3 separate regions of the Rattus norvegicus genome follow, and all the other regions are linked to region 1. Evidence: chromatin contacts called from public Hi-C data. All regions are on one chromosome and are shown on one strand. Each heading gives the region's core, a stretch centred on a gene start, on an enhancer-like site or on the middle of the called end of the contact. The rest is flanking DNA. Distances are from core to core; before and after follow the strand shown.

Region 1 (3,031 bases), core at 514-3,013:
GTTGAATTAACTGGATCATAGTCTGTAAGTGATTCTAATAAATTACACACACACACACACACACACACACACAGAGAGAGAGAGAGAGAGAGAGAGAGAGAGAGAGAGAGAGAGAGAGAGGGTGGGGACAGGAAGAGAGAGGTTCTTTCTACAAATTCTGCTACTCTGGAGAACCCTAACTAATTCACCCTACCATGGGCTGTCTGGGAACTGTCCGTCTGTTTGGTCCTTGCCACCAAAGTCAGGCATGGTGGTACATGCTTTTAATCCCAGCATTCAGGAGGCAAAGGCAGATTGATCTTTATACACTTGAGGCCCATCTGGCCCACAGTGAGTTCTAAGTCAGCTAAGACTTTGAATCAAAAAAAAAAAAAAGAAGAAGAAGAAGAAGAAGAACAAACAGAACAATAACAAAACAAACCCTTCCAAGAACGTGAGTCCTTTCTGCGTTTATCCAGGGCTGGATCTCTCGTGCCTGGAAGAAAGAGCCCCAAATCCCATTCAGGCATCTTTCTTTTCCTTTAGGTATTTAAGCTTGTCCCAAAGACACACAGTCCAGGCTTCTCAGGATCTCCACTGTGGACCTGTAACTAGTGCCCCAGAGGCTTCGGCCCACCCCAATCCTTGCAAACACGTGCAGAGATGGACACTCCCATTCATCTGAGGCTTAGTCTAGGTCTGTAATTTCAATTTCCTGAAGAAGGAAAGAGGCCATGAGACCCTCAGTCTACCCTCTTGTGCATAGCTAAGGTCTACACCCATCCGATTAGCAGCCCAGCCATGCACTCTTCGGTGTGAGAGCCCTGTCAGCCAAGGGAGATGGAGCCTGAGAGGCTCTTTCTCTCAGCCAATTGAACTCCGAGACCCCTGCAGCTGCAGGTCCTGAGACATAGGACTCTTTAGCTCCATACCATGAATCTAGGGGTTTGTCGCTCTCCACTGACCCATCTCCCAAGGCCCCTGTAGTCTTGTACAAATCTCTGAAAGTTTGTGCCTGAGCCTGAAGGAGGCTGAGTAGTTCTGCCTGGACCTTGCAACTTGTTTTATTTCCAGTGCCGGGGATTGAACTCAGGACCTCATGCAGGTGCTCTAAGGCCATCCTCAGCACCTAAGAGCCACAGATGTAAAGGACAGAGGGACCCTGGGTAGAGCACAGCATCCCAGGTCATCATTTCCCTCTGGCTTCTGTTACTCTGACATCTGTACTTCTGGGTCTGACTCTCACCCTCATTATTTGGAGACCCAGCTTCCCCACATTTCCTCCAAGTCTCTCTGTAAGAGGAATGAACAGCACAAATCAGTAGGCCCACAGTGATAGGTCAGGAGATTGTGTGTCAGGTCTGCAAACAGTTTACTGATTTACATTCTGGGGTCTTTCAGGTCTCCTCTGAACACGTGTCGCTTTCACTTTGAGAAAGAAAACTGTACAGCCCGGCACCACTCAAGTTAAACCTTGTTAGGAAGCCCCAAGAGTACTCTAGGAGTGTGGGTCTTAAAGCCCCAAAGCCGGTGGAAGAACATGGGCTTCGAGCCAACAAAAATAGTACATTTTGCTATTTTAAGTCTTTCCCCCTTCTTCAGTATAGTGATGAGTGGTACTCAGATGAAGTTTTTGTTTACCAAAAGTTCCTCCCAGAATAGAAACTGCCCGCAATATTTTTCTTGGGGAGGACATTTAGTCGGCCATGGTGTTTAGAGCTAATGCTGCCTGTTCTACAAAGTAGAGCCTGGTGTCACCTCTGGACTCTGCCAGAGGAGGCAAGGACTTGGTTCCTAACCAACCTTGGGACTTTCAGCTCTCAGCTCTCTAGAATGCTTCAGTACCGCCTGGTCTAAGCGGGTGTTTTGTTTCTTTGGTTTGATTTGTTACTTACAGCTTGGGCAAACCGTCCGACTTCTTCCCTCCATGCTAGCAGAAGCCAGCAGAATGAGAATTACGACAGGGTCCCATGGCGAGGATAGAATTTCCAACAAGCCAGTCTTTGAGGAGGGTGACCCATCTAGAGATGACAAATGGTCAGTCCCAAAGGCAGCAGCTGGCCCCACTGTAAATCCAGGTTCAGGGTCCTTTAAAACACACACCTGTTGCAGGGGAGTCCCTGCAGCAAGCCCACAGCTGTGGGTGGCGTTTGCAGCCCGCCTATGTCAACACGCACGGTGGGGCTGGTCAAAGGGCTGCGTGCCTGCGTGCGAATCTGAGGACGAACGTGTTTTATGACAGCATCTGCTGCCCAGCAGAAAAACACTCCTTGTGATTTAATAGGATCGCTGCGAATCATAACAGCAAAACATTCATTTGGCAGAACCCACAGACTCTTACCCAGCTCTTGCCAGGTTTCTATGGTGATGATGTGCATTGTAAGTGCAGAACAAGCACTGATTCACGGTGTCCAGCAGAGGCGACAGTCTCCTCCACCCTCCTGCGTGCTTGCCACAGGCTGCAGTGGCTTCGATGCTAAAAGTGTACCCTGGAGTAAGATCTAGTCCCTTTGCATTCTCCATCCCCCGGAGAGGAGCAGATCATGCATGCAGATCAAAGCAAACAGAGATGCTAGCAGGGCATTGGGCTGGACCAAATAAATGGTACCATCTATCTGTTCAGCTGCCGCTGGTCTACGCTCACTGTTCTTATCCTTGCCCTTCTTATTAACGTTGTTGGGGAAGCATACCGAAGCTCATGGGTGGAGATCATAGGACAACCTCCGCTGGTCCTATTAAACCACACAGGGCCTTTTTGTCTGAGACACTCTTATTGTTCCCTGCTGCACATTCCAAGGCTAGCCGGCCCTCAAGCCTCTGTGGATTCTTGTCTTAGTTTCCCATCTCACCGTAAGAATGCTGGGCTCGCAGATGTGTGTGCTACCATGGTCATCTGGCCCCACCGAGGCACCTTCCAGTCCTGTTAGCATTTTTGCAAGGTTAATTTCCAGATGGAAAGCTGTACTAAGGAATTTGTTCTACAAGGGAATTTCAGACCCATTTCTATGTACGTTGTGATCCAGTCTAGGACAACCTTGCAAACAGGGTTAAC
Region 2 (3,191 bases), core at 36-2,535, 160 kb after region 1:
GTCACTTGAGGACGTTGGCCAGCTGTTTGCCAAGACCAAGCCGTGTGGTCTGAGGCTGGGGTTCCTCTGCACCTCCATATTCCTAGACATGGGGTTTGGGGTGCTTAGAACAAACACAAAAACTCGCTTGCACAGTTCTGTGGTGATGAAACCAGTCAGATGTGTAAGGCATGTTGCAGAAACACCCGGGCATGCATTCATGACAGCATCCCCAAGCTAGGAGTTCGGCTCAGTCAGCAGAGGACCCAGAGACAAATGCACATCGTGTTTGGTTTGTTGCCTGTTGGCAGAGAGCTGGGGAGGAAGAGCATCGGATGAGCGTGGTGACTCGCCAGCTCCATAGAGACAGGTTAGGTGAGGACTGCAACGGGACCAGCTGTCTCTAAACATTTCCGTGAGCCCTGGAGCCGGTGTCACCAAGGAGACACGTTTGATCTTAAAAAGACATAAGAGAGTCATCGAGGGTCTAGGGAAGTGAACCATCTGCTGGGCAAGTGTGAAGACCGGAACTGATGTCCCTAGAACCTTCACACAAGTAGATGCGGCAACACAGATGTCTGGGACTCCAGTGCTGGGGGAATGGAGCCGGCGACCTCTGAAGCTCGGTGGCCAGCTGGTATTGCAGAATCTGTGGGTGTCGGGTGCACTGACAGAACCTGTCTCAGAACACGTGTGTGTAGAGACAGCAAGGTGGCTGACTCAGTAGGTTAAAGTCTAATGACCTGAGTTCAGTCTCCAGAACCCACGTGGTAAGAGAAAACTGAAATCCCCTGCATGTCCTGGTACACACACACACACACACACACACACACACACACACACACACACACGCACACATATCTGTGGCCATCATACCTGCACCAGCCGAGGGGACCCCAGCACCTAAATACATGTTTGCTGCTTGAGGCACTGGGCAGAAGCAGGGCCCAGGACCTATGGGGAGCCTCAGACAGATATTGATATTGATGAATATAGATATAGGGCCTGTGGAAGAAAATCCAGTCACAAGCCTGACCACAGACACCAAAGCCACTAGCAAAGGGCACTTCAGAGATCTTAATTGGAGAACAAAGTGGAGCACGGTGTGGCCCTTACGGTTCCGGAACTGGTGGCATTGTGTACTCTCCCATACTTGCCCCTGCAGACAATTACTTTTGTTTTGGGAGCCTTAAGAAAACTGGGCTAGAAAGAAACCAAACACTCATTAATCTTGGTCTAGCATGATGCAAAAATCAATACATACCACAAGATTACCCAACTCTGGATCAGCCATCAGCCTCAGGGCCTGGTAGTTACTGTCTTTCTGATAGCTGTGAGAAAGTGGCTGTCAACAGCCTGTCCCTGGCACCCACTCCTTCACACAGCCCTCCAGTCACTCAGCCATGTCCTCTTGCTTTTGAACCCATGAGCAACCTCCAGATAGCTCCCCATACCTCAGACACAGTGGCCCAAAAAACCATCTTAAACCGTCAGCCCATTTCTCCAGAAACCTAGCTAGCTCTTTAGATTCATTGCATGCGCTGCCCAGTTCTTTTATCAACTTGAGATAGCTGGAGTCGCTTAGAAGAGGGTACCTCCATTGAGAATATGTTCCCACCAGATTGATCTATGGGCTAGCCTGTGGTACATTTTCTTATGATTGATAGGAAAGGGCCCAGCTCAGTGTAGGTGCGCAATCCTGGGCTAGAGGTGCTAGGTGCTGTAAGAAAGCAGGCAGAGAAAGTCAAGGGGAAAGAAACCAGTGTCACTCCTCCATGATCTCTGCCTCCAAGTTCCTGCCCTGACATCCCTTAAGGATGCCCTAGGAGTATAAGCTAAATAAACCCTTTCTTCCCCAAGTTGCTTTCGGTCGCAATGTTTTATCAGAGCAATAGAAACCCTGAAGACAGAAATCACTCCCAGAGAGTGTGTCAAGCCTGCCCGTGTCTATTCAGAAGGATTGAGGCCATATAATACCTCCCACTCTGAGGAACTGATATGATCTCTCTCACTAAGGAGAGAGAGAGAGAGAGAGAGAGAGAGAGAGAGAGAGAGAGAGAGAGTATTTTACGGTAATTGTCTGGTCAAGAGACCGGCTCCTGCAGAAGTGGGGAAAGGGCAGACAGCTCTGGGTCTCTCTTTGAGTATCATGATAACCTTCACTGCAGAAAGGGTAAACAGTAATTGAGTTGCTGCTGTGTAAACAGGGTGCTGTGATTTGTCTTATTTGGAGATGATTTCCTCTCGGTATCGAGCCGTCTTTGGCTACTCAAGTGAAGAAAGAGAAGCAGGAAAAGCGGTGACTGTTAGCACAAACAAGGGATGCTGCTTCTGTAGGGAACATGTCACTCAGAGAGGCTGCAAACGGCAGGTATAGGGAGCCAAGAATTTAGAGGGGTGTGTGTGTGTGTGTGTGTGTGTGTGTATGTGTATGTGTATGTGTATGTGTGTGTATGGTGTGTATGTGTGTGTATATGTGTGTGTATGTATGTGTCTATGTGTGTGTGTGTGTAGGTGTGTGTGTAGGTGTATGTGTATGTATATCTATGTATGTATATATGTATGTGTGTATGGTGCGTGTGTGTATGTGTATGTGCCTATGTGTATGTATGTATATCTATGTATCTGTATATGTGTGTGTATGGTATGTGTGTATGTGTGTGTATACGTGTGTATATATGTTTGTGTGTGTCTATGTATATACGTGTATATATATGTGTGTCTATGTGTGTGTGTGTATGTGTGTGTATGTATATCTATGTATGAGTATATGTGTGTGTATGGTGTGTGTGTGTATGTGTGTATGTGTATATGTATGTGTGTGTATGTGGGGGGTGTGTATGTGTGTGTATGTGTGTGTATACCTGTGTATATATGTGTGTGTGTGTCTATGTGTATGTGTGAGAGAGAGAGAGAGAGAGAGAGAGAGAGAGAGATCTGAGGCATAATTCCTCAGGACACTGTCTTCCTTGGTTTTTGAGACAGGGTTTCTCACAGGCCTGTAGCCTGTGGTTGGCCTGTCTCTCTCCCCGGGCAGGGATTACAAGTACAGCATACCACCATACCGAGGTTTCTTGTTTTTACATGGATCCTCAGGATCCAAGAGAGGTCCTTGTGCTTGCAAGGCAAGTCCTTTCTCCATCATCCTTGGCCCAAGAACTTGGATTCTGAGAACAGACATTAGCCCCAGATGGAAATTGTCCAGAATCTAT
Region 3 (3,058 bases), core at 35-2,534, 240 kb after region 1:
AACCATCTCAAAAGGCTGCTCCAGGTCCTGTGCAGGGCTGGGGGCTGAGATGTGGCTCCCCGTGCAGTAAGTCATGGGTTGTATCCCCCCAACATATACTAACTGGCCATGCCAAAAGGTGGTCCATGCCTGTAATCCCAACACTTAGGAGTTGAGGCAAGACTAACCTACACAACAAATTTAACCCAGCCTAGGCTACACCAGACCCTGTCTCAAAAAGAACAAAAACAAACACAGAGTCCTGCTCAGGTCTTGTGTCTCCTCTCCACCCCCAGACCCCCGGTGCCCTTGGGTGCAAATCTGTGCGGTTCCAAGGATAAGAGGCACACATGTTTGGACATACGTGCAGTCTTAAGGCAGAGCCGTGAAGGCCTCGAGAGCTTGGGCCATACAGATGGTAATGCTCATTCTCTGCAGACAGGTTCCCCAGGTCTCCTCTTGTGACGATTGAAGAGCCAGGCGGGAGCAAAGGGTAGGTAGCAGTTCCGGTGACTTCTCAAAACTCGTGCACTCAGGGGTAAGGCACAGGAGAGGGGCCTGTGTATGTCCACACAGTGCCGGGGTATGGGGAAGTGGGGGAGACACAGTCCCTAGGGGACACTTTGCTCTGAAGTCCCCTAGGGACAGCTCAGAGCTCCTGTGTATCCGGCCTCAGCTACTGATCAGAGCATCGGGAGGAGTCTGAGGTCAGCAGTCACCCAGCTAAAACACATGGCAGAGCAGGACAATCTAAGACGGAGTGGGGCACCAAGAACTGCATGATTGTGCCCCCATGCAGTCCCGAGAGACGGGTAGACTGAGGGCAGTAGCTGGCAATAGGGACATGGCAGTTTTCCGTGCACAGGAGCCCAGACAGCAACACCTCCAACAGCAGCAGGACCCCAGGAGGACTTCCAGATGGCTAGTGTCAGCTGCCTCTGTTTTCCCTGAGGGCCTTCAGCAAAGCGACAGATGACAGTACTGTGTTGTGCAATGTGCTGGGCTTGTGGCCTCTGGGGTGGGGGGCCACAGTGCGCTTGGCCCAAACAGGGTACGCAGGTTTGTGCACAGTCAAGAGCCCTGAGCTGAGGGGGTGGGGGTGGGGGTGGGAGGTACTGATTGCCCCGGGCCTGTGTTTCACAACTCTCTCCTTTTGTTTTCAATTAGCAGAAGAGATGGCTGCCTCCTGCAGGGCCGCCAGCCAGAGGGGCTGTTTCCCTTCTTTTCCCCTATAGTATTTGTGCTCCACTTGTCCTAAGAAGAGGCCACTCCATAGACGGTTTGCTCACTCATTCCTGGCTGCCCTCCTGAATCTCGGTCACTCGGGCTCTGGCTCAGCTCTCCGTTGGCGGAAGCCCAGTGACACTCAAGGTTTGTCCCAGAGCCAGGCAGGAACCTCAGCATTTGCTGACCTTCAGATACGTGTGTGCCATTCTGAGAGCCCTTTCCCGGTGACAAATGTCAGGTTTAACATAACAGAACGAGAAATGAGAATCCTGGTGGCAAGAGGTTGTGCGGGCTGTGCGTGATTACACGGTGTTCTGCCTCAGAGAGTTGGGTGGAGACTGTACGAGGCTCTGCAGAAAACAAGGGAGCTGCCCTGTGTCTGTCTGCACATTCATGGCCAGGGGGACAGAAATCTGCAGAAGAAAGGTCTCTGTGGAAACATCCCTCCGGGGTTTCATCTTTGTGTGCTCCTTCTCCCCCCCACCCCATCGCCTGGGTGTGTCCCAAGTCCCTGTGTATCAGCTCTATCTGTGGAACGAACCCCTGAGCACAAAGCTCTCTGGCATGCATGGGAGAGCATATGGTGTCCGCACCACAGCAGCTGCTGGCAGATGACAAAAAGCACGTAAGATCTTTTCTGTGCCGTCCTGATGTCCAAGATGGAGCCATCAGGCAGGGCTCTGATGCCTTCAGGGCTCCTTGTCTTTGTCCCTGGGTATCAGGGTAGACACAGTAAAGGGACAATCTCCACCTCCGAGAGGTTTTTTTTTTTTTTTTTTTTTTTTTTAAACAGGACAAAGTTCTTTTTGCTCTGGTCACAGACATCATTACTAAATGCTAAAGGAAATCTTGGGAAAAAAAATAACCAATCAATGGAGTTGTACTGTTTCCTGGGGTGAGTTTCTGGTTTGTGGCCCCTCTTCTCCTCCTCTAGTCAGGTGACAGTGCAAGGGACAGGCTCTGATGAACCCTGGAGCTCTCTCTAGGTTGGGGAAGGTTGTGTGACCACTTAAGACCTCCTGACTGGTGCCCTACTGTGATATTCGGTTTCATTAAGCTGTAAATAAGAATCGTCCCTAAGCCTATGAAATGCATGGACCTAGCACAGAGAGCTCACACATGCCTTGGAGAAGTGAAGCATGCTGCAGTTTCTGTACCCTCTGTGGTGTGTGTGTGTGTGTGTGTGTGTGTGTGTGTGTGTGTGTGTGTGCTCTTATGTGTTTATGTGTGTATGTTCTTATGTGTGTGTTTATGTATATACTTTTATGTGTGTGTTTGTGTGTGTTTTTATGAGTGTATTTGTGGGGAGGGCGGTATGTGTGTGCACGTGTGTGTGCATGTATGCGCGTGTATGTGTACATGCACGTATGTGTGCGTACATGTATGTGGGTCGGTACATGTGAAGACTAGAGGTCAGCCTCAGGTGTCAGCGTTCTTCAAGCATTACCGGCCTGGTTTTTCTTTTGTTTGTTTGGCTTTGAGACAGGACCTTTCACTATCACGGAGCTCACCAAATAGGCCAAGCCTGCTGGCCACCAAGCCGCAGCATCCTGCCTACGTCTACTTCTGCCTCCCCAGCTCCCGGACTCTAAGCCTGCACCACCACGCCCAGCGTTCCATATGGATGGTTAGAACTGAACCCGGGTCCCCACGGTTCCAGGCAAGCACTGTGCTGGCTGCAGCATTTCCCCGCCTCCTTCCGTGATTTCAATAATTTCTTTTTTTTTTTTTTTTTTGTTCTTTTTTTTCGGAGCTGGGGACCGAACCCAGGGCCTTGATTTCAATAATTTCTAGTCAGCCCCAGGGAAGAAGAACAAAGATGAGTACAATCCAATGATTTTTTTTTTATTAA

Evidence for each region. Hi-C and Micro-C count contacts between places; a contact is called where the count stands out from the background.
Region 2: a contact with region 1 is called in a Hi-C map of liver, with 6 times the contacts expected there. The contact joins two enhancer-like sites. A contact is called at or near these places in 3 of 12 Hi-C or Micro-C datasets (kidney and liver).
Region 3: a Hi-C map of liver shows a contact between it and region 1, with 4 times the contacts expected there. The contact joins two enhancer-like sites. A contact is called at or near these places in 3 of 12 Hi-C or Micro-C datasets (kidney and liver).

The regions. Positions count from the first base shown.
Region 1 is chr17:13,230,113-13,233,143 of GRCr8, forward strand. LOC102555869 (a long non-coding RNA gene) reads right to left here. Exons shown (of 4, transcript XR_010059393.1): 2 at 1,875-3,031. Among named protein-coding and RNA genes, the nearest start is that of Gadd45g, 300 kb to the right of the region's middle. Within about 2 kb of position 1,764, at least 6 of the 93 cell types and tissues checked have an H3K27ac peak or open chromatin away from gene starts, as enhancers often do. A contact at or near this core is called in liver, where this site is marked.
Region 2 is chr17:13,391,701-13,394,891 of GRCr8, forward strand. It overlaps LOC120097809 (a long non-coding RNA gene), which reads right to left. Exons shown (of 3, transcript XR_005495575.2): 3 at 1-3,191. Among named protein-coding and RNA genes, the nearest start is that of Gadd45g, 140 kb to the right of the region's middle. Within about 2 kb of position 1,286, at least 2 of the 93 cell types and tissues checked have an H3K27ac peak or open chromatin away from gene starts, as enhancers often do. A contact at or near this core is called in liver, where this site is marked.
Region 3 is chr17:13,473,272-13,476,329 of GRCr8, forward strand. No RefSeq gene overlaps it. Among named protein-coding and RNA genes, the nearest start is that of Gadd45g, 56 kb to the right of the region's middle. Within about 2 kb of position 1,285, at least 17 of the 93 cell types and tissues checked have an H3K27ac peak or open chromatin away from gene starts, as enhancers often do. A contact at or near this core is called in liver, where this site is marked.